Linked DNA regions of Sus scrofa: region 1 is linked to region 2. A link is a contact called in public Hi-C data. All regions are on one chromosome and are shown on one strand. The core of a region is the stretch at or near the end of the contact, and the rest is flanking DNA. Distances in the headings are between cores, read along the strand shown.

Evidence for each region. Hi-C and Micro-C count contacts between places; a contact is called where the count stands out from the background.
Region 1: a contact with region 2 is called in a Hi-C map of omental adipose tissue, with 2.1 times the contacts expected there. The contact joins the enhancer-like site here to the promoter of RASL11B in region 2. A contact is called at or near these places in 5 of 47 Hi-C or Micro-C datasets (embryonic fibroblasts, heart right ventricle, omental adipose tissue and 1 more).

Annotation. Positions count from the first base shown.
Region 1 is chr8:39,832,536-39,837,844 of Sscrofa11.1, reverse strand. The region is part of intron 5 of SCFD2 (sec1 family domain-containing protein 2); the gene reads left to right. Among named protein-coding and RNA genes, the nearest start is that of RASL11B, 130 kb to the right of the region's middle. Within about 2 kb of position 3,779, at least 5 of the 83 cell types and tissues checked have an H3K27ac peak or open chromatin away from gene starts, as enhancers often do. A contact at or near this core is called in omental adipose tissue, where this site is marked.
Region 2 is chr8:39,702,136-39,707,228 of Sscrofa11.1, reverse strand. It overlaps RASL11B (ras-like protein family member 11B), which reads right to left and starts at 3,830. Exons shown (of 4, transcript XM_003128970.4): 1 at 3,497-3,830; 2 at 2,798-2,854; 3 at 1,378-1,454; 4 at 1-575. The coding sequence starts at 3,638. The coding sequence ends at 105.

The DNA.
Region 1 (5,309 bases), core at 2,530-5,029, 130 kb before region 2:
AATTATAATAGGGGTAAAGAAAAACTGAAGTTGTACTGTTAATAAGACTGTTTACAGGAGTTCCCGTCGTGGCTCAGTGGTTAACGAATCCGACTAGGAACCACGAGGTTGCGGGTTCGATCCCTGGCCTTGCTCAGTGGGTTAAGGATCCGGCGTTGCCGTGAGCTGTGGTGTAGGCTGCAGACAGGGCTCGAATCCCTCGTTGCTGTGGCTCTGGCGTAGGCTGGCAGCTACAGCTCCGATTAGACCCCTAGCCTGGGAACCTCCATATGCTGTGGGAGCGGCTCAAGAGATGGCAAAAAGACAAAAAAAAAAAAAAAAAGACTATTTACATTAACACCTCTCCTTAGTATGCTTTATCAGCCATCTCATAACACCCCTTTAAGAGAAATAGATGGGTGTAGCATGGTTTTATCTCAGCAGAAGAGATGACGGGACTAACCCAATAATCCATAAGTCATTTGCAGAACTGGGAGCATCATCAGGTTTCCTGGTCCTTATTCTTACAGTGATGCCCTCTCTTTTCATCTTCCAGAACAAATGAACTTAGGGATTGGGAATGCTCAGGTTGAGAGTCTGGGCTCCCTGATGTGTTGGCTTTATAAACTGGAACAACTAACTTGGCCTTTTTGCAATTCCATCCACCTTCTGTAAAGTGAGGCTACTACTACTTCTTCCCCAGAATTATTATAACTATTAGAAGTTTTATATATATATATATATATAGATAGATAGATAGATAGATAGATAGATAGATAGATATAGCATTTAGAACAAGTAGATGGTCCATAATTTTTAGCTATTATTTTTATGCAACAGGAACTAGTGATATACATCTTCATAGTCAAGAAAAAGCATCATTGCATTAGCAAAAAAAGGGGGGAGGATAGGGTGGCAAGACTAAGTCAAGGAAGAGATGGAAAATAATCACACGAAAAATAATACTGTATTCAATATATTATATTGTAACAGGAAATGTATTCCTTTACCTTCTCTGGGTCAGTGTTCCTAAAGGGAATTAGTACAGAAACGGAGTAATTCAGCCACAGACATCATGAAATGCTACTGAAATGAAGATTTGCCATCCCTCAGATGGGCTAATCTGTATGTGAAGGTTAAGGTACAGAAAAGTGGAAATGAATCCATAAAAACAAGTGTTACATTGGAGTTCCCACTGTGGCTCAGCAGTAATGAACCTGACTAGTATCCATAAGGATGCAGGTTCAATCCCTGGGCTTGCTCCATGGGTTAAGGATCCAGCGTTGCCATGAGCTGTGGTATAGGTCACAGATATGCCTCGGATCTCCTGTTGCTGTAGCTGTGGCATAGGCCACAAGCTGTAGCTCCAATTTGACCCCTAGCCTGGGAACTTCCATATGCCACAGGTGCAGCCCTAAAAAGACCGAAAAAAAAAAAAAAAAGTATTACATAGGTTAAGCTTATTTATTTATTTATTTATTTTTGGATATTGAAAAACCTCAATATTAGCAACAGCTGTTTCCTCCTGGACTTAACTGTCTGAACTTAAGTCTTCACTAGAGGCCCAGGTCATTCAGGCCTTCTAAATCATGCAACTAGTACGTTGTATAAGCTTGGCTCATGGAATCATAAGGCAATCTTATTTTGTTTTTCAGTGTTATTTTCATTTATTCAGTGGGTTCTAGTTCTTTATCTTTGGATGAATGTTTGGGCAGGTCCATAACTTTTCTAGTCGCCCTTAAAAAATACAGTCTCATTGTAGTCACTTGTATGTCTGACCCCATGTAATAGTCAAAACTTCAGGCTTGATTTAGAGTTAAGGCATTCTCTCTCCCAGCTTTTGCCCACTGCTCTCCTGTAGCTGATAAGCTCATTTCCCACCCCTACGAGGTCTGAGACATAGGAGAGGAGGGAGGGGTAGGACTGTCTGGTCCTGGCAGCCGTTTCAACCTACAGTTTCTCATACATGCACTTTGGTGGGGGCTTTTGAGACCCCCACGTGCCCGGTGGTCGCCTCCGTTCCTTGGATGTGGGGAAATGCTGTCTGGCTGTTCTGACTGGTCGGTGGGATGAGAGGGAACTCCATCATGGCATTTTGTTTGTTTGCTCTTTTTATGGGAACAGGTGTGTGCCTCTACCTTCTCAGTTACCAATTGCCAAAATCACAGAGAATAGTTCAAATATGTAAAAAGATGGCGATCAGTAAGTTTGAGCAGAAATACTCTTGCTCCGGGTTGGTTCAGCAAAGAACTTACCAATTATTCTGATTTACAAGAAGAGGCTTTGTTGATATTGGCAGGTTGCCAATCCTCAATTTTGAAAGGTTCCCCTCCTTGGATGAGATGGCTCACCTTTCCATGAGCTCTGTTGAAAGAGAAATTCTGTAGAAACCTGTGCCCCAGAGATTTCCCAAAGAAATTTTTTTAAGTGGAGCCAGGAGGGGGCAGAGGGAAAGGCGAGCAAAGGCCAGTGTTTTCTTGAAGAGGAAAGTTTGTGACGACAGGGATGGCCAGGAGTTCCCATTGCAGCTCAGCAGGTTAAGAACCCAACACAGTTTCTGTGAGGATGTGGGTTCAATCCCTGGCCTCAGTTGGGGGTTAAGGATCCGATGTTGCCGTGAGCTATAGCATAGGTCAGAAATGAGGCATAGATGCCGAATTGCTGTGGCTGTGGTGTAGGCTGGCAGCTGGAGCTCTGATTTGACCCCTAGCCTGGAAACTTCCATATGCTGCAGGTGCAGCCCTAAAAAGAAAAGAAAAAAGAAAAGGATAGCCATTTGAAAATAGAGTTTGCTCATCTTTGTTTTTTAAAAAAAATAAAGCAATGAAGGGAGAAAGGAAATAATACATAATCATTCTTTTTAAAATCCTTTCAAGCTGTTGTTAAGTTTGCAGCTAAGTTATAGTGCATTATGTATCAAGCTCTAAATTCTCACAAAGTAATGTGTTGAGCCGTGTGAAAGTCTGATTTCTTTAGACTAGAAAAATGTTCAAATGTTGGGAGTTTCATTTGATTCAGATGCCCCCCCACCCCTGCCATCACTAATACTAAATTCTACCTTGTAGTTTGAAATTTTAAAAATTAAATTAGGTACTTTTATAATCCCACAACTGTATCCTAAGATTCCTGAGATGACGAATGGTGTCGCTTTTCTTTGCATCCCCTGCAGTACCCAGCACACGGTGGTTGCTGAGAAAATGCTTATTAACTTCTATCATGAACTCAAAGAGTCAGTCGTTATGAGGCACAGAATTGCAGAATGGATTCTAATCATCAAACTTTCCCTTGGTACATAAAGTGGAAGGTACAAGGAGCTGAAGAACCTTACATGTGATCATCAGCTTTAAGAAACTTTGGGGATTCCCGTTGTGGCTCAGCAGTAATGAACTTGACCAGTATCCATGAGGATGCGGGTTTGAGATCCCTGGCCTCACTCAGAGGATTAAGGATCCAGCGTTGCCATGAGCTGTGGTGTCGGTCACAGATGTCAAAGCAGATCCGGCATTGCCATGAGCTGTGTGTAGGTCACAGACATGACTTGGATCCTGCGTTGCTGTGGCTACAGCTCCAATTCGATCCCTAGCCTGGGAACTTCCATATGCTCAGGATGTAGCCCTTAAAAGCAATGAAAGAAAACTTTGTATTTTTTCCCCTTTAAATTGCCCAAGGAAGGGAGCGGAAGAGGGAAAAGAGGTACCTCGTCCAGGATGCAAAGAGGAGCAGCTGTGGAAGGAGGGAGGAGGCTCCGGCCAGCCTCCAGCCTCAGACACCCACTGGGTCCGAGGAGGCAGCGAGAATGGGCTGGCTTGCCTGTGCTCCTCCCCTGATGCCTGATGTCAGGCCGGGACAAAAGCAGGGTATGGAGAGGAATTGTGCGTCGCTTCTGCCCACTCAGTGTCGAATGAGAAATTATTCCTTGATATTGCTTCAGCATTTTTTAAAAAAGCCCAGCTCCAACCTACTCTCTCTGGTGTTTGTCTGATCTGACTGGAAATTCCCAAGTGTGTTTAGGGCTTTGTTTGAGAATGGGTGAGCATAGCTGAAATTGCAGTGTCATCTGTTACATATTTGGAGAAACTTGTTAAAACCTGACTCCACACTAACCTGCTAACTCTGACCCAGAATTCCAGACAGAGACTAAAGTCTTCTAAAATCATAAACTTTTGATGTTTGTGTTCCTAAACTGCCTTTTTTTAATGCAAAAATATGTGCATCTGGCATTTCGAAATCTTTTAAAGGAAATTTTCCAGACATCTTTGGGGTGTGATTTCTTAATCAAACAAAACTGCCACGGTTTTGTAAAATTCTGCTGGAACTTTTTCCCCAGGCACTGCTCTAAAACACCCTCAAATTTATCAACACCCAAACGCAGTCACAAAGATGATATTAGCATTTTATTATGAATGCATTTGGGATCCTCAGTAACTTGAAAGGCTTCTATTTTAGTATTTAGGATGAAACATAAGGCTAATTAATAACATATGGTGCTAAACACCCTGCCAAATGAAATAAATATTTATTGGAAATAACCAAAATGACTTTACTACAGTAGAAGGATCCTTAAAACTGTACTCTGATTTTTTTTTCTTTTTAGGGCTGCTCCTGTGGCATATGGAGGTTCCCAGGCTAGGGGTTGAATCAGAGCTACAGCTACCAGCCTACACCACAGCAACACGGGATCCGAGCCACATCTGTGACCTACACCGCAGCTCATGGCAATGCCAGATCCTTAACCCACTGAACAAGGCCAGGGATCGAACCCACAACCTCATGGTTCCTAGTTGGATTCATTTCTACTGCGCCACGCTGGGAACTACTGTACTCTGACTTATGCTGAATATGTACCTGTGCTTTCACGAACACATGCTGACTATTGTGCCCAGCTTTCAGAGCTGGGTAGGAACAAGTGATGGTTACCTCTACTGCCAGGGAGCACACAGTCAGACACTATTAAATAAGCATTTTATGATCAATACACTTAAAACCCCAAGAGAAATTTTAAAACCTAAGTTGTCTGGGGCTTAGCAATGAGGTTCCCAATTAAATGAGTAATTTGTGTCTTTAAATACCTGTGCCCCACTGAAAATCCTCCATAGCTTTTTTTTTTTAAGCTATAAATGTGTTACTGGCGACAGAATTCAGCTTAATAAGTTTCAGAAGGTTTTGATAGTTCCTTCACACTTTAGCTCATAAAACGTGGAGGCGAGTAAGCGGAATCATTTTTCCCATCTTCCACATATTGGGGAGGGTGCAAAATCCAGCTGTATTTCATTAAAGCGATTTGGGGCAGTCCAGGATGGCTCATGAGCAAAAGAGGACTCCAGAGAAGT
Region 2 (5,093 bases), core at 2,581-5,080:
CCCTTTCTGGACCCGTGACTAACTGCCAGCATCCAACGTTCCTGCCGAACCTCGGGTCTCTCTTCCCGGGAAGACCAAACCCCCTGGAGCGCCCCACCCCAGCGTCAGACGGAGGTGACAGTCCTGACTTTGGCAGAGAGGGCTTGCTTGAACCTCCTCTTGAGGTCCTGCATGTTGGGGGACTTGGGCCTGGGGATGAGGGAGGTGCGCCGCTTCTCTGGAGTGCTGCTGGGCTGCTGCTTGTGACTCACTTCTTTGCACAGCACGTGGAAGGCGTTGTAGACGTCGTTGTCATTCTCGCTGACGGACACTTCGTAGAAGGAGCAGCCCAGCATGCTGGCCAGCTGCAGTCCGAGCTGGGGGTCCACCTGCTTGATGTGCAGCAGGTCGGCCTTGTTGGCCACGACCACCACGGGCAGCCGGGCGCCCAGGTGCAGCTGCTGCACGTGCTGGTGGAGCTGGCCGGTGAGTTCGTAGCTCTTGTAGTCGGTGACGGAGAAGACGATCACCACGGCGTCGGCCCAGCGGATACACCGATTCAGCTGCTCCGTGCAGCTCAGGCCGTTCTCGTGGACCTGGAAGAGAGGGGTGACGGCAAGGTGAAGGGCGAGGGCGGGAGAGCGGGTTCAAATGAGCCCTGAGCAGGAACGCCAGGTTGCGGGGCCATAAACCAATTCTTTCGTCTCCACCCTCACTCAGGCTTTCTCAACAATATGTTGATCCAGCTGCATGGAGCTGGAATAAATAACAGAGCAGCTCGCCACACTCAAGTGGAAAATTGACCTGCAGAGAACTCCATGCAGGGAGACTTTGTAGTTGCACAAAATGGGAAATTAACTGGCTAGACAGTAAGTCTGGGGAAGCAAAGATAGGAGCTGGAAGCATTTAAACCTGGATAACTGCCCAGTTCAAGAGGGGGAAAAAGAAAGCGCACACACACACACACACACACACACACACACTCTTGCATGGTTCTTTGTCTATTGAGTAACTTTCCAGAATATAAAAGTGACTGCAAGTGTTTGGACACTATACCTAGATGTTTGATTTTTATTGCCAAAAACACAAACGTAAAAACCGACCTTTCTAACCAGAGTAAGGGCGTGGTGCCAAGTCCAAGTGTGTTTGGTTTGGTCTCTCTTGCTGGGGAGAATCCTCCCAAGAGAAGATTTCTGCCCCTTAGCCAAGTCTCCCAAACTGAGCCAGGCTCAGACTGACCATGAGCCAGATACAACTGAAATGACAAGCATATAAAAGCAGAGACCTGACTCCCCAAGTTTCTCTCCTCCTTTGCGTGAGGTACCCTGAAGACAAATGAACAAGTCCACAGCCAAGCAGACCACCTCTGACCAAGTCACATATCTCAGAGCTTCTCACCTGAATACCTGGAGTGTCTTGAACCTGAATAGCCAGGGTTTCGCCTTCTATTTGGACTTGTCTGGTATAGAGATTACCTAGGAAGGAAAAAAAAAATTATGTTCTTCCTTCCTGTACAACTTTTAAAATATTGTGGCTGTTTTTTTTTTCTTTCTTTTTTTCTGTTTTGGCCACTCCTGCAGCACGGATAAGTTCCTGGGCCAGGGATCAAACCCATGCCACAGCAGGAACCCACTGCAGTGCCACCACCAGATCCTTAACCCACTGCACCACAATGTTTTAAATCCCTGTGGGATATTTTTTTTAACTTAGAAAATATGACTTAAACCAATGCACAAAAATAAGCTATAGGTTCTTCTATTTCATGGGCTTATTTCAGGTCTTTTAAAAACAACTGCCATTTTAACCCCGTATTAGCAGATTTATTAAAACTAGGACAAAGCATGTAAGTTTTTGGAAACTTAGTTGTTTAATTTTAAATGAAGTATCCACAATTAGAGAATTTCCTTGAAAAAAATTCCCTTGTTCAGCATGTGTGAGATTCTGTTTCATTTTAGTACTGATCACTCTTTGGCATAAATTTTATATTTTAGTTATTAGATATAATGGCTTGGTGGGCAAATATTGTTAGTCAATGTACAGCCAACATTATCAATTGCAATAAAAGTGTGACATAACATAGCTGACTCTACATCAAAGCAGAGGGCTGTCATGCCTTATCTTGAGATGCTTTATATAGTGCATTTCAAATAATCCCCCAAAGGTACTTCATATGGTCTAAGGAATTAAGCAATTTGCTAACAGAGCATAGGTAGAAAGCTCTTAAGCCTCCCCAGTAGATATTCTTAATCGCAGGGATTGAAATCCTGTCCTCTCATTAATTCAGGAACTCTCCTTCTAAAATTTTACCATCAAGTTACTTTTCTTTGTGACGAGAAGAGAACTTTGGGTTTACAACTGCTCTCTTTTGGCCTTTGCTTTCAAAGGTCACCTCTGAAAGGCAGCCAGCAGTGAGGGCGAGGGGTGGGGTGGGGGTAGGAGCTGGCCATCTTTTTTTTTTTTTTTTTTTTTTTTATGACTTTTGCAGGAGTGTTTTGAAGGGAGAGGCTCTTGAGTACAAAGGGTGCTTCCAGCTGGGGTCCCTATAGTTAAAACATACCAAGGGGAATACTTTCAGGCACTTGATAAAATGATGAATGGGCTTGGAATGGAATGAGGCCAGATGGCAGTTATGGGGGTGGGGGGTGGAGTATGGGAGGGGGCAAGTGAAGTTGGAGGTGGCAGGATCCCGGGGCTCAGACTGTCACTCTGAAGGACCCTGCCCATAGTGACACACACACACACACACACACACATAAATGGGAACAGCAGTATTGGTGCAAGCTGACAGCATTTTCCTCAAACAAATTTATTTCCTCACCTGCATTTCTTTCATAGTCACCAATGAATCGTTTGGTGAGGAACCGGACGACCAGAGCTGCAGGTCAGAAAAGAGAAAGCAAAGAGGGTTAACCTTGGCCCAAGAAGTTAGGCTAGTCTCCACCCCACCCCCCAGCCTAAAAAACAATTCTCAGAGAAAGCCAGCCGGCCACCAAATGAAATTCCTACCCTGCAGCTCCTTGACCCTTCTTCCAGACACAACGGAGAGGGGGCTAAAGGCATCGTGAGTTATGGCCCTGTCCAGCTGGAAGGGTCATTTGGTCCCAACCCCCATCCCCTGAGCCCGGCCGAGCCCCACCTAAGCCTTCCCGCAGACAAACGTCTTTCCCAACCTTAAAGATCTCCAGGAGGGGATTAACATTCACTAACTCCCCTTTCTGTGCCAGGCTCTGCCAGAGGCTCAAGAACCCAAAAATTCGAATGCCGATCGTGCGGGTGGTATAGAGGGTTGTCTGGCCATTCAGGATCAATTTGTTTCCCTCATATGATTAAGGAAGGGGTTGGAAAGGACGATAGCTAAGGTCCCTCCCGAGGGGCAGCGGGTCAATAGGAGAGAGCGAGCGGTCCGGTGGCAGCTCCCTTCTCTCCACCACGCCTCGATTAACCGCGACTCCCAGCGGGGGCCGCCCACCTCCAGCGGGGGAGTTAAACGGGTTCTCGCCGGAGCGCGAGGACTCACCGGTCTTGCCCACGCCACTGGCCCCAACCACGGCGATCTTGACCAGGCGGCGGCCCGCCGCCCCTAAGCAGCAATCGGCGGCGGCTGCGCTGCCCGGGGCGGGGTACTCGGAGATGGTACACATGTTCTGAATAAGGCGCATCGCCGCTTCGGCGGGGACTGCACCGCGCGGGACCGGACCTGCGGGTCGGGAAGAGGCTCGCGCTACGAGGGAGCAGGCGGGAAGACAGAGCAGGGGAGTCCGCGATAAAAAGGTACCAGAACCCGCGCGTAATACGTCTCCGGAGGGCTCAGGTTCCAGGCTGGGACTGCACTCCGGCTGCGCGCGCGCCGTTTTGTCCGGGGCCGGCTCCGCCCCTTTCCTCCCGTGGCCAATCCCCGGGCGCCTTGCGCAAGGCCCCGCCCCCGGCGCCTCTCCCCGCGCGCGGCGCCCTTAGGGTCGCCAGGAGCCGGTGCCCGGCCTCGTGAGGCGAGGGGAAAATGGGGCAGCCGGCCCGGGAGGGGGGCAGCATGTGGGCTGGAGCCGGCGGCGCAGCCAAAGGCGGAGACGGGAGAGAAGCGCTGGGCGCAGGCTGGGGTCCTGCTGCGCCGGCACAGGGCAGATGCTGTGGCTTCGGAGTTGGGGGCGCCTCGGTTCCAGGAAACTGGGGGCGGCCGTGGGGGAGCTGCCTGTCCGCCAGTCTACCTGCCTGACCGCCCGGGAGAGCGCGGCCCGGGGCCCCCCATGAGCATTACCAGCCATCTGCACCCGCCTGGATGCCCAGCCCTCCCGCCTACTCCCTGCAGCCAGCAGACCTCTCTGCCCCGCGCCCTCCACCCTCAGGGGAGCTGCGCCCAGGGGGCTGGGGGGCCTCTAGGGTATGAGCGCTTGAGGTCGCCCGTCCTGCTCCCCGGCTTCGCGCCTGTTTCCTTAATTGGGGGCACTGACTTGGGTACGTGCGGCCAGGATGGCATGCCCAATTATAGATTTGACTGCAGTGGCCATCAGTAACAAAAACCCCTTACCCATTCCCCTGAAATGTGGCTTTGGGGGAAAATAACGTCACCCATTTTGCTCTAGCTCTTGTTGGCAAGGTGGCGGATCACTCACCCTTTGACAAGCTCACGTGAACACGCGTGCGGTCGAGTGCGTGTACGGCACACTCAGAGGCAAATCTAGAAGTAATTATGGAACAAGCTTTCTAGCAGCCTCACACACAGTCACACCTCCTCCAAGATCTGTGAAAAGGAAAGAAACAGCCCAGCTGTCTCTGTGTACTGACTGGATTGGGAAGCAGACATTCCAAAGGGTATGCACTTAGTCTCTGGCCATCAGGAATGGCAAGGTTGGTTAAGTGACTTGATGCCAACTTGCGCTCATAAAATCCCGAGCTCCAGCCCCTTACATTCTTACCAAAGACATCTTCAATAGTGGGCTGAATTCTCCATCCAAGCAACATTCTGTAGCCGAAACTGACTGCAGAATGTCACCAGACACTCAGGCTGACCCCCCCTCCATTCCCCCTCTTACTCTCCCTCCTGCCCACCCACCTAACTGGGTGGGCCCCTAAAGTTCCAGGGGCTTTTTTTTTTTTTTTTTGGCTTTTTGCTACTTCTT